Regions from separate parts of the Mus musculus genome. Here all the other regions are linked to region 7. A link is a contact called in public Hi-C and promoter capture Hi-C data. All regions are on one chromosome and are shown on one strand. Each heading gives the region's core, a stretch centred on a gene start, on an enhancer-like site or on the middle of the called end of the contact. The rest is flanking DNA. Distances are from core to core; before and after follow the strand shown.

What was found. Promoter capture Hi-C pulls out the DNA fragments that hold promoters and counts their contacts. Hi-C and Micro-C count contacts between places; a contact is called where the count stands out from the background.
Region 1: a promoter capture Hi-C map of liver shows a contact between it and region 7, with 4 times the contacts expected there. The contact joins the promoter of Nubp1 here to the promoter of Cpped1 in region 7. A contact is called at or near these places in 3 of 39 promoter capture datasets (liver and pre-B cells), 2 of 484 Hi-C or Micro-C datasets (CD4 T cells and uterus) and 1 of 115 datasets of contacts at active chromatin or transcription factors (large pre-B cells).
Region 2: a promoter capture Hi-C map of liver shows a contact between it and region 7, with 4 times the contacts expected there. The contact joins the promoter of Rrn3 here to the promoter of Cpped1 in region 7. A contact is called at or near these places in 4 of 39 promoter capture datasets (hippocampal neurons, liver, pre-B cells and 1 more).
Region 3: a promoter capture Hi-C map of liver shows a contact between it and region 7, with 2.9 times the contacts expected there. The contact joins the promoter of A930007A09Rik here to the promoter of Cpped1 in region 7. A contact is called at or near these places in 3 of 39 promoter capture datasets (hippocampal neurons and liver) and 1 of 115 datasets of contacts at active chromatin or transcription factors (large pre-B cells).
Region 4: a contact with region 7 is called in a promoter capture Hi-C map of hippocampal neurons, with 4 times the contacts expected there. The contact joins the enhancer-like site here to the promoter of Cpped1 in region 7. A contact is called at or near these places in 5 of 39 promoter capture datasets (the C10 cell line, hippocampal neurons, liver and 1 more) and 3 of 115 datasets of contacts at active chromatin or transcription factors (acute myeloid leukemia, astrocytes and large pre-B cells).
Region 5: a promoter capture Hi-C map of pre-B cells shows a contact between it and region 7, with 3 times the contacts expected there. The contact joins the promoter of Emp2 here to the promoter of Cpped1 in region 7. A contact is called at or near these places in 3 of 39 promoter capture datasets (liver and pre-B cells).
Region 6: a contact with region 7 is called in a Hi-C map of uterus, with 7 times the contacts expected there. The contact joins the promoter of Parn here to the promoter of Cpped1 in region 7. A contact is called at or near these places in 2 of 39 promoter capture datasets (hippocampal neurons and liver), 1 of 484 Hi-C or Micro-C datasets (uterus) and 1 of 115 datasets of contacts at active chromatin or transcription factors (astrocytes).

What each region holds. Positions count from the first base shown.
Region 1 is chr16:10,410,192-10,414,150 of GRCm38.p6, forward strand. Nubp1 (nucleotide binding protein 1) reads left to right here and starts at 1,747. Exons shown (of 11, transcript NM_011955.2): 1 at 1,747-1,804; 2 at 1,879-1,983; 3 at 3,420-3,553. The coding sequence starts at 1,786.
Region 2 is chr16:13,779,429-13,783,344 of GRCm38.p6, forward strand. Rrn3 (RRN3 RNA polymerase I transcription factor homolog (yeast)) reads left to right here and starts at 1,271. Exons shown (of 18, transcript NM_001039521.1): 1 at 1,271-1,411; 2 at 2,565-2,670. The coding sequence starts at 1,329. It also overlaps the pseudogene Gm6354.
Region 3 is chr16:13,752,669-13,756,585 of GRCm38.p6, forward strand. A930007A09Rik (RIKEN cDNA A930007A09 gene) reads left to right here and starts at 1,896. Exons shown (of 1, transcript NM_001357954.1): 1 at 1,896-3,917. The coding sequence starts at 1,976. The coding sequence ends at 3,886.
Region 4 is chr16:13,415,258-13,419,215 of GRCm38.p6, forward strand. It overlaps Mrtfb (myocardin related transcription factor B), which reads left to right. Exons shown (of 17, transcript NM_001122667.2): 17 at 1-2,272. All of the region lies in intron 1 of Gm15738 (a long non-coding RNA gene), which reads right to left. Among named protein-coding and RNA genes, the nearest start is that of Gm15738, 5.3 kb to the right of the region's middle. Within about 2 kb of position 1,479, at least 24 of the 459 cell types and tissues checked have an H3K27ac peak or open chromatin away from gene starts, as enhancers often do.
Region 5 is chr16:10,312,304-10,315,820 of GRCm38.p6, forward strand. It overlaps Emp2 (epithelial membrane protein 2), which reads right to left and starts at 1,665. Exons shown (of 5, transcript NM_007929.2): 1 at 1,509-1,665.
Region 6 is chr16:13,665,778-13,669,804 of GRCm38.p6, forward strand. Parn (poly(A)-specific ribonuclease (deadenylation nuclease)) reads right to left here and starts at 2,393. Exons shown (of 24, transcript NM_028761.3): 1 at 2,234-2,393; 2 at 1,757-1,834; 3 at 125-204. The coding sequence starts at 2,252.
Region 7 is chr16:11,907,081-11,911,188 of GRCm38.p6, forward strand. Cpped1 (calcineurin-like phosphoesterase domain containing 1) reads right to left here and starts at 2,343. Exons shown (of 4, transcript NM_146067.3): 1 at 2,186-2,343. The coding sequence starts at 2,255. All of the region lies in intron 2 of Gm9961 (predicted gene 9961), which reads left to right.

The DNA.
Region 1 (3,959 bases), core at 497-2,996, 1.5 Mb before region 7:
TGGTCACCTTTAAAAATAGATATACAAGTATCTTTTATACAGAGTGAACAGATTGTATGTGTGTATGTGTGTGTGTATGTTTTTAAATGTAATATGTAGCATATGTAATAATGTTGTGGGGTATTCATCAGAGATGACTGTTCAGACATGGGTTTAAGCTAATGGGAAGATTTTGCTATTCAGTATCCCAGTGGAGCACTGAGCCTTTCTTGGAATAAACTTTTAGGCACAAAAACCATGTTCTGGGTTAACCTACTTCAGTAACAAGAACAGATAGCCAGAATCAGCTCTACAGAAGCAAAAAAGAGAGGTTAGTACAGTTAGAGACTTTCCCAGAGTCATGGACTTTGGTGGATTAGGTCTTTGTTTTCATTTTGGCAGGTGCTGCTGTCTATGTGCTGAGTGTTACAGCCTGAATGGCACTTCCATCATGGAGTCAGTTGTGCTAAGGTCTGGGGCCCTGTCACAATAACAATGAAAAAAAAAAAGTCCATGAATTTGATAAACAGCAAGGAGAGGTGGTAAGGTTTGGGGGAAGGAAAATGAAGGGAGAAATGATGTAATTATAATCTCAAAAATAAATGAAAAATATTTAGAATCGTTCAATGAAAACAGTAACAACCACCACCATCTTGTGCCAAAGTTGCATGCAGCCAAGCTCCCATGGCTGTGACCATGGACAGGATGTCTTCATGGAGTCTAAACACTGCTCCACAGACACAGACAGGCCATTTGTCTAAACACTCACAGACACATACAGGAGAAATGGTAGCAGCAAGGACAGTGGGGACCTGCAGAAGTGAGAGAAAGCTAGGGAAAGCTCCCAGTGGGGGCACAGGAGTGGGTTTGAAGAGGTTTCACTGAACAGATCTGAGGGGAAGCAACAAAACACAAAACAAAGTATTTTTCTAAATAGCACAGCAATTTTAAGAGGGCGGGGGTGTCAGCCCAGGAATGCTGGTGGTGCACATTGTAATCCCAGCAACTGAAAGACGGAGGCAGGAGGATCAAATGAGAACTTACACTGCTGGCGATTGAATTTATGGCTTTTCACTTGCTGGACAGGTACTCTACCACTGAGCTACACCCCTTTATAAAGTCTCCCCTCTTAGCCAAACATGGCAAGAAAATCATTAATTCAAGATCAGCTTGAGCAGAAGAGAGGAGAGGAGAACAGAGAAGAAATAGAGAGGGACGGACAAAGTGTTTTGTTGGATCTGTATTGTTTCAGTGCTGGGGACTAAATATAGGACCTCATGCATGATAGATCAAGCACTCTACCAATTGAGCCACAATCCCAGCCTGTAACAGAATCTAGGGTAGGGCAGATTATTTGAAACTGAGTAAATATTGACATTGATTGTACTTTTATTAGTAGTACTGCATCAACACTGAGGCCACGGAGAATAACGTTCGTTGGCGACAAAAACCATACTTAAAAAAACAAAACAACAACAAAAACAAAAACAGAATCAAAAACCTGCATTATGTGTAAGAGTCCATCCTCGCTTTCCCTATGAGTTCTGGGATTTGGATACAGGCTGGCTCAACAGAATCTTTAATCGTTAGAGCCACTTCATTTGCTCAGGTATCATATATTTCTGAGTCTCGCCCTGTTTTAGCGGGAAGAGGCATAGGAATCCCACCCACTGCACACACGGTTTTGCGCGTGCGCAGTCCTGGTCTGGCGAGACAGTTCCCGCGGCCGGGGGGTCAGATTGGACCTGCGAGGCGGAAACACGCCCCTGAGGTTCCGGCGAGCGCAGCCCGGGCAAGAGCGGCAGCATGGAGGAGGCGCCCCACGGTGAGCTATCGCAGGACGTGTGGGTGGTCCCGCTGGGACCGAACCACTCTGACTGTGCCTTCGTCTTCCCGCAGGCTGCCCCGGGGCCGACAGCGCCCAGGCCGGCCGAGGAGCCTCGTGCCAGGGATGCCCCAACCAGAGGCTGTGCGCATCCGGAGCCGGCGCTGCTCCGGATCCCGGTGAGGAAGCGGCGGGCAGATCAGGAAGTGGAAGGGGCGGGACTTGAGGGTGAATGGCAGCGGCTAGTGGGCAGTATTCTAATTGGTTGGGGGGAGGGCGTAGAAGGCGGAGCTTGAGCGAGAGGGAGGTTTTAAAAATCAAATAGCGGAAAAACAGTGATGGAAATGGAGGTTTAGTCTGATCTGCGGTAGACAGGGAACCGAAGGGGGCATTAAAATAAGCTTGGCGGCACAGGCTTGTTCCCCCGGAACTTGAGGGGCAGAAGCAGGAGGATGGCTACAAGTTAAAAGCCAGCCTGGACTACAGGATGAGACCCTGTATGAGTGAATGAATGAATCAGTGAATGAATGAATGAATGAACGAACGAACATTAGGTCGAGTGTGTTGGCACATGTTTGTAATCTCAGCATTTAAGAGGCTAACCCCGGGCTTAGATGAGACCCTGTCTTTATTAAAAAAAAAAAAAAAATCAGTAAATAGGACCTCAAAGAAGGATAGAATAGATAAAAGTGATGTCGGGCAGGTACAGGGCTTAAGTAATAACCGCTACCTCAGTATCCACAAGGCCAAGCACAGAGAGGAGAATGGAAAAATACTGAGATCTTTCAGGCCTGAGTCCTGGCACATGTCCATCACAGGTCACAGAGGCTCTGCTCTCTCTGTGGCAGAGAGAAGGACCCTCCTGTTAAGGAGTCTATCTTTCAGCAGACATGAATGTTCATTATCTCAGTGGAGAGACAGATGGGGGACTGAGAGCAAAGTGGGGAGGAAGCAGGAGCAGGCACGTTAAACTCACCAGGGATCAGCACTGTGAGGGGCCATCTCCAGGGCGAGGAGGACTGAAAGCCTAGCTGGAAGGAAGGCTTTTCAGAGAGAGGCTGGGTTTGGTTGTTGAGTCTCCTGAAAACTGATCTTGAGCAAGAATGCCCTCATGGTGAAGACCAGTCTCCCCACAGTGTAGTCTGTAAAGATTTGAAACAAGACGTGACATTGGAAACCCAGTACGTTGCTGGGATGGTTGCTTCTGAGAGCCTGTGAGTTTCCCATCTGCAGCCCTGGGGACATTGGAGTTGATCATCCCTTGTACTGGGCCTAACCTGTGCTTAAGACACTTAGCATCCATCATCCGAGATGCCAGTAGTAGTCCCTCCTGTGGCATCCAGAGAATTTCTGCAGATGTTAGCAGATGCCTCCTGGGTTCTGTTGAGGAGCTGGGCTTTGAACACCCCACTCTCTCCTCGGAGGGCATGTGCTACTGCATAAATAAGACAATCTTTTCAGGTTGGTAGTGACCGTATTTTCTTCCTAGCATTTATTTTTAGTTTGCTGAAGTGGTATCTCACAAAGAGCCTTAGAAACAGCTTAAAGAGCACTTTGGAAGAGGGACGGGTAGGACTGAGGCGGGGTCATCATCACCTCCTCTACTTCTCTGCAGCCGTGGAGGAAATCAGAGAGAAGATGAAGACGGTGAGACACAAGCTCTTGGTGCTGTCTGGGAAAGGCGGCGTTGGGAAAAGCACGTTCAGTGCACACCTCGCCCACGGCCTAGCGGAGGATGGAGATACACAGGTGGGAGCCTGGGCTAAGCTGGGAGCTGCTCCGTGTGTCAAAGGGGCTGCTGATGGCTTTAGAGGGTGATTCTTAGACCAGGAAAGCAGCCTCTCTGACTGTCTGGACCCTGCCTAGCCCCTGGCTGAGGCGAGGCATCTCCCTGAGCATTCTGACCAAGGTGGCGGTGTACCTCGGCACATTCTGGCGGTCATGTAACACAGGGCCTTTTACATCTGCCCCTCATAAAGCTCTTTCTGTATCTGGAAGTCCTAACCCTGCAGCTGTACCTTGATCCATCTCCTGTGAGCTACGAGTGCTATTTACATATTCACATGGTCACTTCTCTAGTCAGAAAAGCACCTATACATTATTATTGGTTTTGTGCATAAAGCGGAAGACATTTTCTGCTTGCCTCTTACAGAAT
Region 2 (3,916 bases), core at 21-2,520, 1.9 Mb after region 7:
AATAAACTAGCCTCAGATTCAGAGATCTGCCTGTTTGTGCTGAGATTAAAGGTATGTACCATCATGCCCAGCTCCCCAGCCTGGGTTCTCTTACCCATGGTAACATCGGTCCAACTCTCCCCTCTGGCTTTTTACCAGTCTCCACACTTCTGGCTAGGTCACTGTGTAATATGTGTTTCACACAGAGTAAGGTGTGAAAATGTGTCTAAAATGATATACAGGATCCTTCTATTTCCACCTCTCCAGTGCCTGTATTACTAACATTAAACCGGGCTCTTTACCTGAGTAACCCAGGTCCTAATAGTTACCCATTGGCTTTGAACTCCCTTTTTTTGGTGGTGGTGGTGGTGGGGGAGGAATGGATCTCTAGGAGGTGGGCCTGGGGCCCTCACTGTACAACTTGTTCCTTAGCACTATTTCCAGAATCCTTCATCACACCTGGAAGTTCTGGAGGACAAGAATTGGGGTAGATAGGCAGGCCTTCAAAGGCATCTTCTGCTCTGAAGGCCAGGCCCACTGTGGCTGGGGCCTGTGGCTTTGCTACCTGACTAGTGAAGCCACATTCCCCCAGAGTTTTCTCATCAAGGAGCTGGTTGTCCTTGAACAGCAGCTCTCCTCAGGAGGCCTCTTCATGATGCCCTCAATGATGCGCTTGAGTGCCAACACCAAGCTTGACTCCTTGGCCTCAGTGAAGATGGTGGTCTTCTTGTGTGGGGTCATGAGAAACACAGCCATCCCTGTGGCTGCTTCTGGCTTGATGCACGGGACCAAATCTGATGGCTTCTCAGGTTGTCCTCAGCAGGAGTGATCTCTCAGTGTCCCTCGGAGTCTTGCCAAAAGTTAAGAGAGCCAACATGTTGTTTGAAAACCAAAAAAATCCCAGCCGTTCGATTTTACCAATGAAGACTCAGGGGCCAGATGCTGGGGTGCAAGCCTGCTAGGTCAGAGAGGCAGAGAAAGCACCCAGCTGACCTTCCTCCTCCACTCACTTCCCAGAAGGAAACCCGCTTTGAACTCCTTTTATCCTCCCGCCTCCACCTCCTGAGCGCCAAGGTCACGTGCACACGCCTCTAAGACAAGCTTCTTTTTGAAGGAGTTTCTGAGGAATGCGGCCACCGATTGCCCCGCCAAGCTGTGCCAGCCTATTTCTAGGAAAGCTTCAGGCCGGTTAAGGTCAGACGCAAGCCTACCCGCCTTCTTGCTGCGATCCTTACGCTCTGCTCACGTGGGCCGCGTCCCGCAAGGGGCTGCCTTCTGCAGCGCCACTTCCGGGGCGGGTAGGTCGTGGCTTCCGGCGCAAGGCCGGGCGTTCGCTCAGTTCAGGCCGAATGGCGGCCCCGCTGCTTCACACGCGCTTGTCGGGCGATGTGACGGCAGCGGCCTCTGCCACGCTGAGTGCGTCGCGGACTGGGTAAGATCCGGGCGGCCTCCGCCTGCGGGTGCGGGGCTCGAGCCCGCTGAGAGCTCTCCGCATGTGCCGAGGGGGCCGGGCGTGCGGGCTCGGCTCGGGCACGCAGGAGCCTCTGGTTCCCTCGGGTCCCCTCTGCCCGGGCGAGCCTTGTCTGTTCCATTGTTTCCCACTCACTCTTGGGGCACCCTTGTGGGACTCTAGGCTAATCTTCCGTGCCTTTCCTCTTCCCTCTCTTGGCCAAGACATGGGCGGCATTTCCAGGGTTTTGGATATCTAGGGGAAAGCTGTCACTGGTGACCTATCGAATTCCAAAAATTTTGTTTGAAATTTGTTTCTGTAGAAGCAAGCAGTAGCATAGTGGAACCGTATATTATATAAGCAGTCCTTTTTGCCCAACATTTTAAAATACCTATCCCTATAAAACATTTGGAATCTAACCTTTAGATTTTGTCTGATTCTCTTGTTTAAACGAAGTAAACCTTGTAAAGCACTTAGCATAGTACTGACAATTGTTAATAAAGTGTGTATACTCTGTGTTAAGGCACTGGGGACAGCAGCTTATCCAGACACTAACCCATACCCAGCAGAGCCGGAGGCGGGGCAGTGGGGTGGGGGGGCGGCGGCAATACATGGATAAGATAGTTTCAGGTATCAGTAAATGCTATGAAGAACTACAACGTTCCAGGATAAAGCGTGAGTGTATGAGGTTCTGGTGGAGAGGGCCTCTGACATTTGAACTCCAACCTTGGGAAGAGTGTTTCTAACAGCGAGTAGCAGGTGAAATGGGAATCAGCTTGACAAATTTGAGGAATAGAAAGGACATCACGCTTTTAACAAATGATTGTATCATGAGATCAGGGTTAGGAAAGGTGGCTGGTTAAACAGGATCTTACAGGGTTAATGTGGGAATATGGAGTTTCTTTTCCTTCCCTTACTCTTAATAAGATCTCATTATGTAGCCTAGGTTGGATTCTGCCACAGCTTCTGAGACAGATTTACTGAGGGAAGAGTGGCTTCCTGGGAGAGAAGGTTGGAAGGAGGGATATCATTTGAGAAACTTAAGCCTCATCACACAAAATGATGTTGGCTCAGCCATGCTCCCTGCCGTCATTCTCTGTCATGAATTTGATAACTGGTCTTCCTGGTTCTTCAGGCTTTCCGATATGCTCGCGTTAGAGAGCGATTTCTTCAATTCTCCTCCGAAAAAAACTGTTCGGTTTGGCGGAACTGTGACAGAAGTCTTACTGAAATACAAAAAGGTACGAGGAGGTGGGGTTTGACTTTGCTTAGTCAGAGTTTAAAAGGCATTAAACCGAAGAGCAAATTATCAAGACTTTGGGTTCCTCCTCCTGAGTACAACCCCCCCCCCAAGACAGTAAAGAGAATAAGATGAACTTTAGCATTTGTGTGTACGTTTATTTAGGTTTCTCAGTGGTGGGGATTGGAACTAGGACCTTATCCACACCAGGAAAACAGGTCTAGTTGAGCTCCTACATAGCCTAAAAATAAATTTTACACTGGGCTTGGAGGCTTGTGTCTTTAATCCCGGCATGTGAAGGCAGAATCAGGTGGATCCCTGAATTTGAGACCAGCCAGGGATATATACAGCCTCTGTGTAAAACAGTGGCCCTCAACCTTCCTAAGGCTCTGTGTGACCCTTTTAATGCAGTTTCTCATGCTGTGGCGACCCCCAACCATAAAATTATTTTCTTTGCTACTTCATAAGTGTAATTTTGCTACTGTTATGACTTATAATGCGACTCTCTGTGTTTTCTGGTGGCCTTAGGTGACCCCTGTGAAAGGGGGTCAACAGCCTCAGGTTGAGAACCGCCTGTCTAAAAAGATGGGATTGTGGGAAGTATTTAGATACCATACTGAAATAGAATATATAGTGATATGCCTGATACCGAAGCTTAAAGGTAACCAAAACAAGTGTGCTGAGATTTTAGGACTTAAAATGCTGTATACAACTTGAAAACTAGCAAGTGCTAAAATTAAAATAAAAAAAAAAAATTAGCCAGGCAGTGGTAGCGCATGCCTTTAATCCCAGCACTTGGGAGGCAGAAGCAGGCGGATTTCTGAGTTCAAGGCCAGCCTGGTCTACAGAGTGAGTTCCAGGACAGCCAGAGCTACAGAGAAACCCTGTCTTGAAAAACCAAAACAAACAAAACAAAAACAAAAACAACAAAAAAAAATTAGAGCGATTTTAGTTTGTTTAACTTTTTTTTTTTTTTTTTAAAGACAGGCGTGCTATGTAGCCCTGTCTGATATCTAACTCCAGTCTTCTTGCCTCAAGCCTGGAGTTATACACATAGTCCAATTAAATAGTTTTGTATCCTTTTGAGATGGGGTCTTACTGTATTGCTTACTGGCTGGCCCAGAACTGCTTTGTGGACTTTGCTGGCCTTGAACTTATAAAGATCCAGCTGCTTTTGCCTTCTGACTGTACACCCCCATGCCTGATACCCCCTTTCTTTCTCTTCCTCCAAGGTTTCTCTGTGTAGC
Region 3 (3,917 bases), core at 646-3,145, 1.8 Mb after region 7:
CAGTGAGCAACTGTTAGTACTTCTCAGTATAGCATCATCTACTGGCCATGTCACAGCCTCCTTATAGGCACCTGTTCTCTCATTTACAGAAGAGGAGATCAAAGCTAAGGGAGGTTAAAGATCTCAACTCAGGTCAGAAACTCAAATTTAAGCCTTCCTAATTCCAGTATAGAGACTTGCCTCAGGCTAAACTGGGCTAATTTCAAAGGATCTGACGAAGGATAACTCCAGCTTATCACCTTGCGGTCTACGTATGGCATGGTGCTGCACCCTTTATCATTAGGCAGATAATTCTGGTTGCCAGCCTTGAACACTCCTGCAGCCAAAGGGGAGAGATTTATTTCTTTTCATCTGGAGGTCAGACAGCAATGTGCAGAAGTCAGTTCTCTCTCACCATCACGTGGCTCCTGGCGACTGGACTCAGGCTGTCAAGTCTTTAGCTACTGAGCCATCATCCCCACCTGCTACTCATGTTTATAAGTTTATAACTTAAAATTTAAATTACAAAATAAAATTCTGCAACTATTTTGAAAAATGTCAAGCCTAAAGAACACAGGAAAGAACTGAATAATGAACACCTATACTTATTTCATCTATATTCTATAATTATGAACATTTGCCATATTGTTTTCTCTAATTATCTTTATACTTTATTAACTTTTTATTCTTTGACAATTTTATACATAGATTTCTTGATTATATCCACTTCCAACTTCCTGGACACACCTTCAGGTCTTTTTATTTTCATCCATTCATTTTGACACAGGGTCTCACAGTATAGTCCTGGTTGGCCTGGAATTCTCAAGTTAGGACAGGCTGACTTCCAACTCAGAGATCTGCTTGCTTCTGCTTGTTGAGTGCTAGGACTAAAGTCCTGCACTATCATGTCTGACCTTTTTAAAAACATTTTAATAGGGGCTGGTGAGATGGCTCAGCGGTTAAGAGCACTGACTGCTTTTCCAAAGGTCCTGAGTTCAAATCCCAGCAACCACATGGTGGCTCACAAACCATATGTAACAAGATCTGACACCCTCTTCTGGAATGTCGGAAGACAGCAACAGTGTATATAATAAATAAATAAATCTTTTAAAAAAAACACTTTAATAACCCTCTGATTCCAATTTGTATTGCTTGAATGCTCAGGCCAAGTAGGGACAACCTATCATTCTTTATTCCTTTATAATTTTCTATCTATACGTTTGAAAATGCTTAAGAGTAGTTTTCTCCAAGTATAGTGGCGTGTGCCTATAGGCCTAAGTAAATGTGGCCTGAACTACAGGCCTAAATCTATTTAAAATGTACCAAATGTTTTAAAATCCATCAAACACACACATAAAGGTCAACCTTTTTCTCCTTTCATCCTACCCTCTCCCTCCCAGCCTCTACAATACATGGTTGGTTGGCGGGGGTGGGGGGGGTGGGGGGGTGGGGGGGTGGGGTGGGGGGGGGGACGGACGGACGGACACGCGATGGGGTCTATTAGGTCCTTGGGCAAGTTTATCAACAGTCACCAGAGAAGATGGGAGTACAGACCTAACAACACTAGATGCTAACTGCACCTGAGGCCAAGAAGATTCTCGCCCCAGGTACCGCTAGTTTCATTGTCATAAATTCTACTTCTTTTTTTTTTTTTTTTCCATTTTTTATTAGGTATTTAGCTCATTTACATTTCCAATGCTATACCAAAAGTCCCCCATACCCACCCACCCCCACTCCCCTACCCATAAATTCTACTTCTTGATACACCTAAGGATCCCAGACTGAGAAAAGCTGCCCGGGCTAGCACTGGGCGCAAACGCAGAAGGTTCAGCAGGTCGTCGTGCGCACGCGCAGCTCCCTTGGCCCGCTCCAGTTTCCTGGTGTGGAGCAGAATGCCGCTTCCCGCCCCGCCCCTTGCGTTGCCATGGAGAGTGTCTAAAGCCCGCCTGTGGCAGCGCCCTGGGCCTGGTGTCCTCTGGCGGGGTTTGCGTGGAAGATGTTGAGCCTCTCGGAGCTTCCGCAAAAGAACACAGACTTGGCGGAGATGCAGTCCGGGCCCTTGGGTCGCTGCAGTCACTTTTTTTGGCTGGGCGTCGCCTTCGACGCGGTGGGTGTGGCAGTGCTGTTCACTGGCGTCTTCGCCAACTTGCTGTTCTACGACATGCTGCTCTATTTGGGTTCCATCATCATCTTCGTCAGTCTCCTGTGGTGGATCTCCTGGTACACCGGCAACATAGAGGCGCTCCCGGAAGACCCCTTGAGGGGGACTTCGCCCCGCGAGAGCGGGGTGCACCGTAGCGGCAGCCGTCGCTTCTCGCTGACCCTTAGGAGCGTCTCCGACACCTTTCAGCGGATTCGCCGGCGACGGCGGCGGCGACTCCACCCGCGGGTCGTCCAGCGGATCAGTAGCATCAGCTCTACGGACCCGGGGCAGCTAGAAAGGAACTGCGACGCCAGAACCTCGGGTGGCAGAGCGTTGTTCCGTTCAGCGAAGCCTGAGGCTGTTCTGAATCAGTTTAGCAGAGTCCAGACCTCTAAGAGCCTGCCTCTGGGCATTGTCCACACCGGTCTTTCCATTTGTACTTCTAGGAGTCAACCTGTCTTTTCAGTGACTTCGCAGACCTACCCTTTGGCGTCTGACAGCAATTCTCAGATGGCAATGTCCTCTGACAGCCATGTGTATTTGGACTCTCACTCTCAGGAGCACTCTAAAATCAGTGTGGCCTCTCAGATCTACCCTCTGGAACGAGAAGAAAGTCAGAGCCACCTCTTGGTGATCCCTGACAGTTTATCTATGGTACCCGTGACCTCTCAAAGCCAAATCCTGCCCTCTGTATCTTCTGAAAGCTGTGTGCCTTTGGGCCCTCACTCTCAGGGGCGCTCTAAGATCAGTGTGGCCACTCAGATCTACCCTCTGGAACGAGAAGAAAGCCAGAGCCACTTCTTGGTGATCCCTGACAGTTTATCTATGGTACCTGTGACCTCTCAGAGCCAAATCCTGCCCTCTGTATCTTCTGAAAGCTGTGTGCCTTTGGGCCCTCACTCTCAGGGGCGCTCTAAGATCAGTGTGGCCTCTAAGATCTACCCTCTGGAACGAGAAGAAAGCCAGAGCCATCTCTTGGTGATCCCTGACAGTTTATCTATGGTACCTGTGACCTCTCAGAGCCAAATCCTGCCCTCTGTATCTTCTGAAAGCTGTGTGCCTTTGGGCCCTCACTCTCAGGGGCGCTCTAAGATCAGTGTGGCCACTCAGATCTACCCTCTGGAACGAGAAGAAAGCCAGAGCCACTTCTTGGTGATCCCTGACAGTTTATCTATGGTACCTGTGACCTCTCAAAGCCAAATCCTGCCCTCTGTATCTTCTGAAAGCTGTGTGCCTTTGGGCCCTCACTCTCAGGGGCGCTCTAAGATCAGTGTGGCCTCTAAGATCTACCCTCTGGAACGAGAAGAAAGCCAGAGCCATCTCTTGGTGATCCCTGACAGTTTATCTATGGTACCTGTGACCTCTCAGAGCCAAATCCTGCCCTCTGTATCTTCTGAAAGCTGTGTGCCTTTGGGCCCCCACTCTCAGGGGCGCTCTAAGATCAGTGTGGCCTCTCAGATCTACCCTCTGGAACAGGAAGAAAGCCAGAGCCACTTCCTAGTGCCCATGCCCTCTGACAGTTTCCCCGTGGTACCCATGACCTCTCAGAGCCAAATCCAGGGATCTCTGGCCCAACAAAGCCATCTCCAGAATCTTCCTCTTGCCTCTCAAACTCCTGAAACTGATAAAGCTTCTAAGAGCCATACTTTGGCCAAGGGGGTTCCTGGGGTGCCACCTGGGTCTGCCCAGACTCAGCACCCGCAGGCCTCTTTAGCCCAGACTTCTCAGATTTCTTCACCTGTCCGGAAGGTTCCTAAGAACTAAAGTGCTGAAGCTTTGGAGACTCTCCCAGCAC
Region 4 (3,958 bases), core at 229-2,728, 1.5 Mb after region 7:
GAGTGGAAATAATTACACCGTGGCTTCTAGAAAGCTGATGTGGCTGTGAAATTTCAGCAAGGCCTCTCTCAGAAGCCTCTGAGGCTGCGGCAGTACTCACTCAGGCATCCATTCAGCACACAGGCACACAGCACTCATGCAACTTTTCGCTCACATATCATCTCCGTTCATTTCACCCAGATATTTTCTAAGACTTAGACTTTCTTTTCAAAAGCTCCATGGTTCTTTGACCACGTGCTATGCCTTACTCCAGAAAGCCAGGTCAGCTCTGCAGAGTCCGGGAAATGGGACAGTGTTGTCACCCTGCGCACTCGGTCAGCGACGGGTGGGTAAGAGGGTCACCAGAGTGGACTGGAGCCTCAAGAGCCACTTTTCCAGGCAGCAAGGCTGTTCTCATAGTTACTGTAGTAGTCTGTGCAGTGACAGCTGAGGAGGCAGCTGTCCCTCCAGGCAGGGCAGCCATTTTACTTTCCCACAGCAGACCTGGCTCTGGGAAGTGGCCAAGAGGAGACCCATCTTATCTACACCCTGAACTGTTCCCACAGTGGCCAGTTGCAGAAGTTCTTTCTGGTAGAAGGCTGGGGACTCCATTACCACTAGGATTTGCAGAGAAAGCTGAGAGTGGCTGTTGAATTCTGCCAGCAGAGCAACCAGGTCAGGGCCAGCAAAGTCAAGCAGCCTCGCCGGCCTCTGTCCATCACATCACACAACACACACAACACTGGGGATATTAAGTACACAGGGACCCACTGCTGCAGAGGACCATTAACCCTAGGCTGTCCCGGCATTCTAACTGGAAGGCAGGGCAGGTTTATCAGGGAACACAGCTTGTGCTCACAGGAGTGTTTGGAGAGCATCATCCTGAACATTCAGCTAATTGTAAAAGATCTCTGTCAAAACTGGAAAGTAGCAGTTCTGATCTAGTCATTTTTGTTTCCTGGTTCAAACCTTTCGATCTCTTTTTTTTTTTTTTTTTTTTTTGGTTTTTCAAGACAGGGTTTCTCTGTGTAGCCCTGGCTGTCCTGGAACTCACTTTGTAGACCAGGCTGGCCTCAAACTCAGAAATCCGCCTGCCTCTGCCTCCCGAGTGCTGGGATTAAAGGTGTGCGCCACCACGCCTGGCTCAAACCTTCGATCTCTTTTTCATTTTCATTTAAACAGTCTCTGGGCTCTGTTTTTATTTGTCCGGTGACTGGGAGAGAGCAGGTTGTCCCCCCCCCCCAAGTGTCCCTGTGTCTTTAGTTACAGCCTACGGTTCAAAAAGCTGCACGTGTTTACAAGAAGCTCTTACCCTCCACTCAGGCCGCCGGCTCTGGGGGGGCGGACGTGTCCCAAGCTTGTGACAGCAGCTTGGCAATCTCAGATCCACGAGGTGCTGTCTGGAATCATGGGAGGCACTGGCAGTGAAAGGAAGGCTTTACGCCAAGGCCCAAGACAAAGCTTTAGCAGTGGGCAGACTCACTGGAAAGCCGCCCAGTTCTCTTACCTCTACTTCCTGCTGTGAGGGACCCACCCACCGACAGAAGAGGAAGGGTTAGGAAAGGGTTTGGATCCATCAAAAGTACTTGACCTCAAGAAACCATTAGTAATCCAAAATGTTTAAAGGAACCAAAGGCATCGCCAGGTATTTGCCAAAAGCAGCCACTTTTAAATTTTGAGACTGTGTTCTCAAGTCAGACCCCAAAAGGTTCCATCTAAGGTTATAATTTCCACAGAGATGTAGATATTTCTTACTTGTTTTCCTGTAAAATAGCATAGAGCTGTTTGTTGGTTTAAGAATAACATTCTTGGTAGCAACGCTGAATTATTTTCTTGTTTGTCAAGGTTAGTTATCTGTTGCTTGCAATGGACACGCAGGTGTTTTTCTTCTTTTCATCTTCACATAATGTCTTAGCATCTCACTTCCTGACAAGAAGGGAGAAAACACCAGTGGCAGCAACCATGCCTGCTGAAGCACTTGTTAATGAACAGAAAATCATGGCAGTCGGGGGTCCATTCGTGTGTTGCCTTTATGTTGTTTTTAAAAGACAAACCATGATGCCTTTGTACTTGCTGTTTGCACCCCTGACTCGATTCTGTACTGTGTCTGAATGCCATACGTTTGCACTTGTACTGTACATAGGCGATGCAGACTGTATTTTTATATGTGTGCGCATTTATCATTGGATCTTTTGTACATAGTGGCAGTATTGTAGCTGATCGGGAAATGTTTGATATCTCAGCAATTTTGCATTTTTGTGTCTCAAATAAAAAACATTTTGATGTACCATGATTTTGTGTGTACAGAGAAATACACTGTAGGTGCTGTAGACTTGTGAGATGGAGCAGCCTCTGGCAGGACAGCATCTTCAGAATAACTCCCAGCCAAACAGCAAGAGGGCCAGCAGAAAGTAGGCTGTTCACCTCATGTCCTCACACAACAGAAGCTCATTGGTGCCCACTAGCCTCAGCCTGACTCTCCAGACATGTTCTGTTCTCCACAGAATCGGGAACCACTGAGTAAGAGACATTAAACTATGTGGTCCTTGCTACAGCATGGACACACAGTGTCCACAGTGAGAGCTCCTCTCTGGTGGTGACAACCACACCAACAAAACTTCCACACACCCAGAACTGAGTCCTTCAGTTCAGCAAAGTCTCAAAAGCACCTACCACATACAAGAACTTTATGGCCCATATAGAATGATCTTTAGAAGTTAGTAAGTAGGGGAGAGGCATTTCAGCCGCAAGCCCATGGTTAAATCAGATAACGTTTTGTTGTGTGTAACTCTGCTCTACCTTGCTTTGCTCCGGGAAGGGATGCTTACCAGCCCCCACCCAGCCTCCCTTGAATACACAGATAAAAGATAGACCCACAGTTGTTCCTTTTCAACTTGCCTTCTTGGCAAATTGCTGGGCACCACTATCTCCCACCAGAAAAAGCCTGCCCTTATCAATTTCTTATCTCCATCTCTCCACTTGCCCTAAACGTCTGTGGCTAGTCCCATCTAGCCCCTGCCAAACATGCCTGACCACCCGCTTGTAGTAGTGGCCACAGGCCCCACTTCCTCCCGAGACCTCACATGGCTGCTGTGTTCTCCCTCCAAAGCATAGCAAAACTCCTTCCTTGCATCTTTTTCCTCCAGTACCTTCTGCCCAACAATTTCTTTACTGATAGATCAAGAACCAATTGAGGAACAGGACCTTAGCATCAAAACTACCCTTACAATGTTTAACTCCCCTCTTGAATTAGAAGAAACCAAAAGGTGGTAAGCTTAATTGACAGTGACAATTGATGTGACTATATGTGTGACAGAAAAGGCTGGTCAACAGTTGCAGAAGACAGATAGTTACCTGTGTATCTTGGGTGCAAGAGAACAGTAAACAAATTAGTAAGTGAACTGTCTGCAGTGTCCCACTACTACAGATCCCCTTGCCTGTAGGATGATACTTTACCTGAAACAAAACTGGAACACTAGGAGTGGGTGTCAAGAGGAAACTTGGATGAGGGCAGATTCCCTGGAGACCAACTGTGCCCTGCCTTCTCTGTGCAAGGCAGTGAGCTCAGCGCTGGGGTTGCCCTGTGGGAAGGGATCCACAAAGGAAGCACCCAGAAATTGGGGCTGGGCCTGTAGGAGACCACAGGCTCTAGGGCTACTGGCCTGAGGCATAGAATCCCCCCACAAATCACTGGGTTTTTGTTTGTTTATATGTTTGTTTTCTGGTAGTACTGAGCTTTAGAAAGTCTTTGAGGTATTGGGCAGTCTGCTGAGTATATTAGGAGCCTTCAGTGCCAAAGCTTTACAGTGATGGCTGCTAACTGATAATGGCTACATTGTCACAGATGGCTAGTGTGGTGGTTTGTATATGCTTGGCCGAGGTAGTAGCACTATTAGGAGGTATGGCCTTGTTGGAGTAGGAGTAGGTGTAGGCTTGTCAGAGGAAGTGTGTCACTGTGGGGGTGGGCTTTGAGACCCTC
Region 5 (3,517 bases), core at 415-2,914, 1.6 Mb before region 7:
CTTCTGCATTTGAGGGACAGAGAAGGCTCCAGGCTGTGTGACCGGCTCTCTCTGATTCTCCATTCTTGTGGGGGTGGAGGTGGTAAAGATCCAAAACCCCTTGGAGGAAAAACAGGTTCTGCACTTTCTGGCCACCCCTAGTGCCTCCCTGGGCTGTGGGCCGGGTATCTATCTGCCCAATACCTTGCAGGGGACCCACACCTCTTACAAGGTCTCTCCCCATTTCCTGCAGCCCACTGAGGTATCTCCTGGTGGGAATGAGTGGAGTCACGGGGAAGACAGGGTGAAGGTGTGGCTTCACAGCCTTGAGTAGCTAACTCTGCCAGGTCTCTAGGCCAGGTGTCTCCCAGAATAAGGCTTTCTGGGAGGAGGCGGGAGAAGCCCAATGCATACTCCCATTGGCCTTCCACATTCTCTTCCCTTGGGTCTCTCCTGTAACCTGCATGGATCCATCCTACTGAACCCCTTACATTATTTGAAAGTGACATTCCAGGGAGAGGTGGTCAGCCTCCATGTCTAGGTTTTGGAATTTCTCTCTGATTCGGAATGCTCAAGCAGAGGCGGCTAGAGGCGTCTTTTGTGCCTCTCATTGTGGTAAGAGCACAGCATTTATGATGTAAACCATTTGTAATTCTACAAGCACATGGCCTGAAATGAACCAGCAATGTTGAGTGACGCCCACTACTATCTATACTCAAAACGTTCCATCATCCGCAATTAAATCTGTACCTGTTAAATAGTCCAAAATCCCAGCCATCTCCATCGCCTGGCAATGATCACCACCCACTCTGGATTGCCTTTGAACTTGTAGGTTCTAGATGCCTCATAGTAGTGGGACCCTCCTGAACTGAACCTAGATGCTTCAGTCCTTCTCCAAGCTTGGCATGCACACTCAGTTATACCTCCTTTTCCCGTGGAATCATGGGTGCCATCCCTTCTTCCCTTTAAAGCCCACAGATCTGCCACAGTAGTCAAGAGCAGGCAGGGGGGCCATCCTTGGAGCTTACCCCCCAGGCTGGGACACCGTTAAGAACCCAAGGAAGCTGCCCCCTCGCCGCTGTGGGGCGCCACGGAGCCCAGACCCGGAGGAGTGCGCGGCCCTCAGGGACCCGAGGACCAGGTCCTGTCTGATTGGTACTGCTTGGGAATCAGACGCTGAGTACAACAGGCAACAAGTGGGCTACTCTGGAGTTCAGAGCTTTGGGCCAGCGATGGTGGAGAGGGGATCCGCCCTGACTCTTTCCCAGACTTTTCCCGCCCACTTGGACGCAAAAGGTGGCGAATGCCACCCAGGGGTGGCAGGGTGGCCTTGGGGGGCACCAAAGGGAAGGTCTGCGCCACAGAAATCTGGAGAAGGAGCAACGGGACTGCCGCACGAACCGCACCCCAACCCTTCCCCGTCAAGCACGGATCCCCTGGCCTGTCCCGATTCCTAAAGAGGGCACACTGCTCCCTGTCATTCCGGAACCCCGACGTCACCGCAGTCCCTTGTCGCGCCCCCAACTCACCGGGCACGGGCGTCTGGACACAGTGGCGGGCTGCGCGTGGGGCGAGGCGCCGGCTGTTTTGAAGCTTGGGGCTGGGACTGCGCGGCGTCCTCCGCCCTCCGGGCTGCCGAGCCTCCTCCCTGCCGCCCTCTCCCTAGCCCGCCTCCCTGCCCGCCCGTGATGTCAGGAGCCGCCGATCCAGGGGGCGGGACCACGGGAGGCCGGGCGCCCCCCCCCCCCCCACCTCCCCTTGCTGGGCCGTCCAGCAGCACTCTGTAAAGTTCGAGGGAGCTGGAAGTCTCCTGCTGGGATCATCGCTGCCCTTCTCATCTCTGCCGCCCCTCTTCTCCTGACTGCAGGGTCAGGACCCTGAGATTTCCACTTCTTTCCGAGCAGCCCTCTCTGTCTCTTACTAATTTAGCTGGTTGTTAATCTCTCCTGCCTCAGTTTCCTATGATAGAAAAGGAAGGCGTGGCGGGACCTTGTCCTGAGGCCTAAAGGCCACACTCGGTGCCTCCTGGAGAGGCTGAGTTGATATGAGCCAAGCCATAACTGAAAAATCAATTCCTTCCCCGAAGTAAGACCACCATAAGGACCAGTCTTAAGATTCCTTCAAGCCTGGCCAGGCCTGAGAAGTTTGATATAGAGGATCCAAGTTGTGATCTCAATTGGGCATTGTATCCTTGCTTTCTCTTTTTCTTTTCTTAAGCACTTTTAATCTCTCTCTCTCTCTCTCTCTCTCTCTCTCTCTCCCCTCTCTCTCTCCTCTCTCTCCTCTCTCTCTCTCTCTCCCCTCTCTCCCCTCTCTCCTCTCTCTCCTCTCTCTCTCTCTCTCTCCCCCCTCTCTCCTCTCTCTCCTCTCTCTCCTCTCTCTCTCTCTCTCCCCTCTCTCCTCTCTCTCCTCTCTCTCTCTCTCTCCCCCCTCTCCTCTCTCCTCTCTCTCTCTCCCCTCTCCCCTCCTCTCTCTCTCCCCCCCTCTCCTCTCTCTCCTCTCTCTCTCTCTCTCCCCTCTCTCTCCTCTCTCTCCCCCCCCTCTCTCTCCTCACTCTCTCTCTCCCCCCCCTCTCCTCTCTCTCCTCTCTCTCTCTCTCCCCTCTCTCTCTCCTCTCTCTCTCTCTCCCCCCCTCTCTCCTCTCTCTCCTCTCTCTCTCTCCCCTCTCTCTCCTCTCTCTCCTCTCTCTCTCTCTCTCTCTCTCCCCCCCTCTCTCTCTCCTCACTCTCTCTCTCTCCCCCTCTCTCTCTCCTCTCTCTCTCTCTCCTCACTCTCTCTCCCCCCCCCCTCTCTCTGTGTGTGTGTGTGTGTGTGCACGCGCGCATGCACTTTGAAGAGCTGATTTTCTCCTTCCTTCTTGGCAATGCTCCTGAGGATCACCAGGCCACCAGGCTTGGACAGCAAGTGCCTTCACCTGTCAGAGCCTTCTTGCCACATCAGTTATTTCTGTTTTCAGTATTTTTTTAATTACATTTGTTCACTTACTTATTTGCTTGTGTGTATGGAGAGCACACATGGAGAGCAGAGAGAACCTTCCACTGTATAGATCCTGAGGAGAGAACTCAGGTCCTCACATCTAGTGGCAAGTGTCCTTATTATCCTCTGCCCCTGCTGCTGTGATAAACACCAGGTCCAAAAACAACTCAGAGAAGAAAGGATTGGTTGCACCTCACACTTCAGGAAAAGCAGAGCTCAGGTGGGAACCTGGGGCAGGAGCTGGTGCAGACTGTGGAGGAAGGCTGATGACTATGGCCTTTGACTTGCTCAGTACCGTATATAGTCCAGGCCCACCTGGACCTGGGAAAGGACCCAGGGATGGCCATGCCCACATGGTGGTCAGGAAAATGCACCACCACCATACCCACAGACCAGTCTGATGGAGGCAATTGTTCAATCTCTGTCTCCTTCTCCCAGGTGTCTCTGAGTTTGTGTCAAGATGACAGCTGAGCTAACAATGACAGCCATCTTGCCAGCTCTTGGTTTATTTTATTTATTTACTTATTATTTGTTGAGACAAGATCTTTAATGCAACCCAGGC
Region 6 (4,027 bases), core at 1,143-3,642, 1.8 Mb after region 7:
TTTGAAAAGATGCACCTCACTTAGAAAACATGCAAGTGTAAATTTAATGATTCCGCCTTTCTGTAATTCAGTAGCAAGAGGAGCCACAGGAGAAAGGAAAGGGCTTTTGAGAATACCCACTTGCCTTTTTAAGCTTCTGATATCTCTCTTCTGGGGTGTCAAAACCACTTGTTAATGCTGTTACTGAGGGTCCATTGCTGATTCCTAGATCATAAAAAACAGATATTAGGCTGCTTCATAAATGCTAGTGTGTCAGTCTCCAGTGCTTATTCATATTCCCATTAGTTAAAATTAATTCAAAGTGCCTGTATCACACTTTTTAAAAATTAACATTCATCTGTGCTGTGGGTGTAGTTCACTGGTAGAAGTGCTTGCTTGCCTTGCACATGAGGGCCTAGGCTGGATTCTTACATTCACAGAGAAATCATAATTACAGGATGGAGAGATGGCTCAGTCAGCAAACTGCTTGCTGTGTAAGCGTGAGGACCTGAACTGGAATCCCTAGAACCCATGCAAACAGCTCCGTGCAGCACTGCCGAGAGCAGCGGATCCCTGAAGCACACTGGGCGACCAGGTGCATTGCAGGTTGAGACACTGCCTCAAAAAATAGAGTGTGGTTGAGGAAAAGCATTCAGTGTTGAACTCCAGCATCTATTCATGCACATGTGTGTACACATACTTAAACGCATACGTAGCACATGTGGGTCTACTGAGCTAACCAAGGAAGACTTGTACTAAAGCATTAAGTAATATCCTTATTTGTCGTCTAAGTACAGCCCTGGCCAGTCTCACAATACTATAGGTTTCCTCTTACATGATGTGTCTAGAGTGGTCACAATCAAAGACAAATGATGGCTGGTAGAGGCTAAAGGGAGTAATAGAATAATTCCATGAGTAGTTATCTATTTAAGATAGAAAAAGCCGGGCGTGGTGGCGCACGCCTTTGATCCCAGCACTTGGGAGGCAGAGGTAGGCGGATTTCTGAGTTCGAGGCCAGCCTGGTCTACAGAGTGTGTTCCAGGACAGCCAGGGCTATACAGAGAAACCCTGTCTCAAAAAACCAAAAAAGAAAAAAAAAAAAAAATCCAGAACTGGAGGATACCAGCTGGACAGCAACATGAGTGTAGTTAATGCTACCAAATTCCAAAACCACTTAAGAACAAATGCAATAGAGCTAGGAAATGTCTTGAAGCGTAAAGTGCTTGCCATGCAAACACGAGGACCTGAGTTTGGACCTTCACCATATAAAAACTGAGCATGTCAGCACACAGTAACAGGACCCCACAGCTGTCATCCTGGCACCTGTAACCCCAGCATGGATCTTGTAGGAGAGACAGATTCGGGGGGCCTGCTGGCCAGCCATCTTAGTAAAATACCCAGCTCTAGATTCAACAAGAGAAACACGTTGAAAACTTATTTTAAACATAAGCTACCCAAAAACAACCTCTGGCCTCCACTCATCATATACATATACATATTTGTGTGTGTGTGTAGTGTGTGCATTTCGAAATGATAAACTTGGATAGGTGTATTTTGTCACAGGAAAAAGACCTCAACCTAAACCCCCTGCTTTTTAACCATATACACCTAAATTAGTTTAAACAGCACCAGAACCATAATCTCTATCCAAAAATCTCACGCCCTGACCAACCACAAAACCACATCTCTCCCAGGCTTTTGCCATGACCAGTGAGGAAGGAGGCAGGGAGCCTTTGCAATACAAGGTGTAAGCCCAGAGCTTTCAAGGGAGTGATACCTGAAAACTCCCCATCGATGGCGAAGAAGTCAGCCTCCTCTATGGCCTGGTACACTTTGTGAAGATTAATCTTAAAATCTGCAGAGAAACCAAGAAAAGGCTCAGAACAGGTGGCCTGCCTTCCTGCCCACCAACTAAAGGGAGATGGGAGAAAGGGCCGGAGGAGCTCCCGGGGCATCGGAGAAGCGGAATAAGTGTTCAAGGACCACAAGGGACACCTCCTCCAGGGGTCACTAGATAAAGTATGCACGACTGAAAAGGGCTAGCCCTGAGCAGGTGAGCAGGGAAAAGAAAGGCATGGATGCCAAAGGTGCACGCTTTGCAGAGCGACAAGTCCCACCAGCAGCACCGCTTTTCAGAGGAAGTATTGCCCGGCGGGACTGACTTGTCCCGGGCCCCGCTAAACTCGAGAGGTCTGGGCCTAGCACGCTAGGTGGGCTTGAGGACAGGGATGGGGGTTGTGCGGCGGACACGCACTGCTCCGGATTATCTCCATCCTGCGGCGCAGACGGAACCTTGGCCCCGCCCAGGCTGACGCCGGTCCACGCGCAGAGTTCCGCAGCAAAAGCAGCGTGGGGATGTCGGAGGCCGCCACGAAACAGCACAGGACACTTCCGGAAACAGCGCGCGCCGCTGCGCCTGCGTCAGATCTGTGTCACGTTAGGGGCGGAGCCCGGGCCCTCCGGGCTGCCTAGAAAGGAAAAAGGGGCATTGCTATCAAAGTCTCAAGGCCTGGCCCATATGTTGGAGAAGTTTCCTGTCCTGAACCTGGTTGATCAAGAGACATATGGACTGGTTTCCCCTGGGTCTATAATTCCAGTCTGAGAAGGATGAGGCAGGAGAATTTGCAAATTCGAGGCCAGCTTAGGGAACATAATGAGAGTCTGTCTAAAAATTTTTAAATTAATTTTATATATACAAATATATAATTCTTGCTTAATTTGTGGGGTAAAGTGTTGGAGAAGTATACGTGCGCATTTGTGTGGCGGTCGGTGATCACTAGTAGTAAGCAAAGAAGGACCTCCCGTGGCTGTTCTTGTTCTCCACCTTCCTTGAGACAGGGTCTCTCTCACTGACTGAACTTGTTTCAGCCGGAGTGGCGCCTAAAATGCCAGTCTCTGACTCCCAACACTGGGTTTACAAGATTGCAGGGCTGTGCCTAGCTTTTTTTTCATGGGTGCTGGGGATTTGTCCATGAGTCTGGATGACTCCACAGCAAGTGCTCTTACCCACGGAACCATCTCTATGCCCCATATTGACTGAGTTCCGGTTCTATGCCACTCTGGTAGAAGAGAGACACTGTGATGACAAATCATGGTGGTTGTCCCATTGCAGCGTAAAACTTGGATAAGAAGAAAAAAAAAAAAAAGCCAGGCAGACATCAGACTTGCTACTTGGAAACATGATAGTTGCTATGGAGATAAAGAGCAAAATTCTGCAGCAGAGAGTGTTAGGTAATCAGAAAAGGCAGAGCCATTTTTGGGAGCCTACTTTGTGACCTAACACTCTACAAAAGTGGCAAGTACTCTTAACCTCTGAGCCATCTCTCCAGCCCTACATTCAGCTCACCTCAAAGAGTTTCAGGATTTTGTTAGCCAGCCCCTGCTGGCTTATTCCAGAGATAAAGTGTTCACAGGGGCTAGATAGTTGGCTGTTAACAACTGTAATCTTTCCAATATTTATCCTCCAAAGAGTAAATGAGACCCCGTGTGATGGCTATTCTTGGGTGTCAACTTGACAATATCTGTACTAAGCTACAATTCAGAAATGGAAGGCACACCTGTGAGAGATTTCCTGCTTGATTTACAGTGAGTGAATTCACTTCTAGTCCAGACCTCTGAGGTAGGAAGACATACATGCTTAATCCAGATCTTGAGGCAAGAAGACACACACCTTTAATCTAGATCTTGAGGTAGGAAGACACAACTCTAATCTGGGCCAACCTTCTGCTGGCAGCCTATGTAAGGACCTGGAAGAAGGAAGCGCTTACTCTTTGCCTGCTTACCCTGTAGGAAGTCCATTCCTTCACTGGCATTGAGGCCCTCCTTCCAAAAGACCAACTTAGACATCCAGCCTTGTGAGACTGAACAAGTACTAGAACCTTAGACTTGCTGGTCCCAGCTAGTCATTGTTAGATTATTTCCTCTCATATCTAAATATATACAGTTTGCTTCTTTATTTTAACAGAGTGCATTAGTGAGGGTAACCTAGGGTCACAGAACTTTGGAAATTATTCTCTGTCTCTGTGTGTATGTGTCTCTCTCTGCTTTG
Region 7 (4,108 bases), core at 1,093-3,592:
CTCCTACTGCAGTGGCCATTGGGTGCCAAGGATTCCTACTTCTGTGCCATGGCTCCATGCCTAGATTTGGAGTTTGAGGTCTGGGAATTTGTCACCCTTTTCTTCTCTATTCTTCCCAGCTTACTAGAGAGTGTAAATGAAACATGATATTTCTCAGACTGGAGAGAAGCTGATAGCAGGAAACTCTTCCAGTCTACTAGAGGGAATAAACAGTTACACCCCCCCTTTTTATTTTTTATTTATTTTTTTGTTTGTTTTTTGAGACAGGGTTTCTTTGAATGGCCCTGGCTGTCCTGGAACTCACTCTGTAGAACAGGCTGGCCTCGAACTCAGAAATCTGCCTGCCTCTGCCTCCCAAGTGCTGGGATTAAAGGTGTGTGCCACCACTTCTGGAAGGTAATATAGCTATACCTGGTAAATCTGGGGATGATTATACTCTATAACCCACATCCCTGCTCCAGAAGAAATTCTCCCATGTGTTTATAAAAGACAGTTGTACAAAAAGGCTTACTATAATACTGTTTACAAGAATGAAAAGCACGTAACTAAATGGTCATTGTATCAGTCAGGACCAAGGGAGGAATAGTAAATATACTAAAACTAAGAAAATGCCTGAGTCATTTTCAAAGGGATTATCTGGGATGAGATGAATATAAAGAGACTATGAGGAACATTAAGCAGCCAAAAGATAGAGCCACTGTCATTCAGATACCTCCATCTGGGAACAGAGTCTAAGAACATAAAGACTGTTGGGAGAAACAGGGCCTTCTAGGGAGGAATACAGTCTACAAAGGGGAACCCTGGAAGGGCATCAAGTGCAGGAATACACATTCAGGTGTTTGTTTCTCCTCCCCCTAATCTCCCGTGGGAGCTTCTGGTTGGCTGAGTGTCTTCTTGCCCAGCTCTCCTGCCAATCTAAGGATCAGGACAAAGAGTTCATTCCTGCAAGCAGTCGCTCCTAGAGCACTGTGGCAAAGAGAAATCTGGAGAAGCAAAGACAAGAAAGACACCAAGTTGGTAAAACTCAGCACATCCATTAACAAAACATACAGCACGAATGCGCAATCAATGGGATACTGTTCAGAAGGAAGGAAGGAAGGAGAACTACTTAGAATAGGAGGCATCTCAAAAACATGTAGGCTGGGAAAACAAACAAACAAAAACCTAAGACACATTAAAATCTGTAGAAAATGGCAACACTGCAGACTGGACTTTCCCCAGTCCACCATCAGTGGATTTTTGGCTGTGCGCACCTGTGCAGAACCTTGAACTGCAAGGAGGGGAAAAGAAACAAAGGCCTAGCAGAGAACTGTAGGATTGATCTTCTTTGGCTAGCTAGGCAGAGGTAAGTCTGAGGAAATGAACCTGAAAATAGGATGTGAAGGCTGAGAAGGTGCCAGACTTCCAAGTCCCACCAGGTGAGCAGAGGAGAGCAGGTGCCAAGGCCCTCCGGGTTTGGAACGGGCCTGATTCTTTTTTCAGAGCAGTTCAGGCAAATTAGAGGCTGGATAACAAGGCGAGCGTTCCTGTGATTCTAAGCCAAGTGCCAGAGAAGAATCAACCCCAAAGATCCAAAGGAAACACAGGGAAACAGGAACCAATCCGGTATCCTCTGAGTTGCTGGGGCCTATCATTTGCTTAACACCCAGCATGTGTTCCACACCCAAGGTTACAGAAATAGTCTGATGTGTTAACAACGCTCCCTTTGAGGCAAGACTGGGTCAGATTATCTAAGCCCAACTTCCAAGAACGCTACCTGGACCAGAATGCCTTCCCTTTCTACGGTTACAGTAAGCAACTGGATATAAAAACACTCTCACTACAATTGACAGCCCCTGACACACACAGCGCTTGTCAGCTGCCCCGCAGAAGCTTGCCAAGGAAGAGAGAAGACAGGCCCCGTAGCAGAGCCCAAGCAGTCATTCACTTCTCTGCCACCTCCGCCCCGCTTCTGTTTAGTTTGTTTGCTTTATTTTTTAAGTTTGTGGTTTGCAAGGTCAAGTCAAGGCCAGCGAAGCACCCAACACTGCGAGGGAGGAACAACTCCGACAACGGTCCCCGGTGCTGTGTGCAACCCACGAAGGGATCCGGATAGAAGTGAGCGCCCGCGACCGGAAGGTTCCCCTCGCGGAAGGTTCTGCAGCTCTGGAGTGCCCCCCTTCCCAGGCGAAGAGCCAAGCAGTACCTGAGGAAAACGCGTCCAGGGTCCTGCCCCGGGCTCTGTGGAAAACATCCGCCGCCTCCATAGCGGACATGGCGAGCGACTGGCCTTGCCTGGGCACGTTCTGTGAGAGGAGGGAGCGACTCCACACCACCCGGCAGCCCCGCCTGGAACAGCTTCTGGAACCTGCCCTCCAGGAGGGCCGGGCGGGGCGGGGCCGCTCTGGGTGCTGCTAGTACTGCCTGGGCAGAACACGGAGATTGCCACCCCTAGTGGGATCCTCCCGGGGTCAGGATCCAACTTTCACTGGAACAGACTGGGGGTTGAGGCTTTGAGGCCTGGAGTTGTCTTATGTAACACGCATCGGGCCGCTTCATAATTTGGGATTTCAGGTTAACAAGAATAGGAAAAAACAAAACAAAAACAAACAAACAAAAAAACCCAACAAAACCCACGTTTAGCTTAAATATATCTCATGCAGTATTTGGGAGATACTTAAGCAGTTATTTTTAAAATATTGTTTATCTGAAATTCCATTTCAATTTGATGTCCTAAGTTTTATGTTGCAACCCTTCCAAACTGCCCACCATAATCTCAAGAGTCTTTAAGGCATCTTGACTGCCTGGACATTGCCACTGTCATTCTGTCACTGTTGTTGCTGGGTAACAGGCATTGCCCGAAGTACTTTGTGTTTTGCTTGTTACCTCATTGACTGCACTTGTCAGATGGGGAAACTGACACTCAGAGAGAGACACAACTCCTGAAAGCTAAGAGCTGCAGGTGAGCAAGACAAAATCTATCCAACTCAAAAGCCGTTACACTGGACTACAACCCTCACACTTGGTAGCAATCCAGATTTCGAGGTGGAAAATGTTAAATTCAGATCTCCAAAAAGAGGATACATTTATTAAGCACTACAGGGGAATTCCTAGGATCTGCCAAGTTGCTAAATTTTCTTCTCAACAAGTGTAAGCCTGAAATGTTCGTATGGTTAACAGAGCTAGGATGATGTCCCATGACCTTGAACTAGAGTCAGATATAAGTCCTAGCAATTTAGGACAGAAATACAAATGAGCTTGTGTCTCAGCTACTTGGGTTTATCCTAATACTACCACTTACTTTAGGTATGATCTTAAAAATTAGTTGCTCTGCACCTCAGTTTTCCTACCTGTCAAATGAGAACAATAACAATACCTAGGGTTATTGGGTTGGTGAGAAAGTTAGATGATGTTGTAATTTGCACATAAGATGTCTCCCGTAGGCTCATGTTGGAAGTTGTCCCCAGCTAGTTGTGAACGAAAGAAAAAGAAATAAAAAGGAAGGGAAAGGATATGAATTCCCCCTAGGTGTGGTGGAGGAGAAAGCTTATCTGTGGGAGAGTGTAGCCAAAAGCTGAGACATCTGTGAAAATCTAATACTGGGCAAGGGGAAGGGGTAAGGAGAAGGAGGGAAGAAAAGAACCAGGTGCAGCAGCCAGGAGGCCAAAGGTACAAAAAGGCTGGGTAACAAAATGTCTGGACTATATAGGGAAGAGCCCCTGGGGGGGGGGGGAAGGGCAGCCCAGCCTCTGGGCTGGAGTGTTCAGGGTAAAGGGTGGGATATGCCAGCCATACCCTATATCAGGTAGGAACTGAGGCTGCTGGAAGAACCTGGAGGCCAGGTCCACTTTGATGTGCTAAACTGGCACCTCACCCATGTCCTGGGTTTAAAACTTAACAAATGGCAGTGGTTTGGGAGGTTCAGAGAACTTTAGAAGGTGATTCCAGGTTAAAGAATAAAGGTCTTTGGAAGGCGTGTCTTGGAGATAATCTTGTTCCTAAACACTTCCTGTGACAGTGTGCCGCTTGCCCTTCTTGAGGTGAGAAGCTCCTGTGCCATACATCTTTGTGATGTTTGGCTAAGTTCCTGTGCAAGCATCTGCAACATAAAAACCTTTCTCTGATCCGT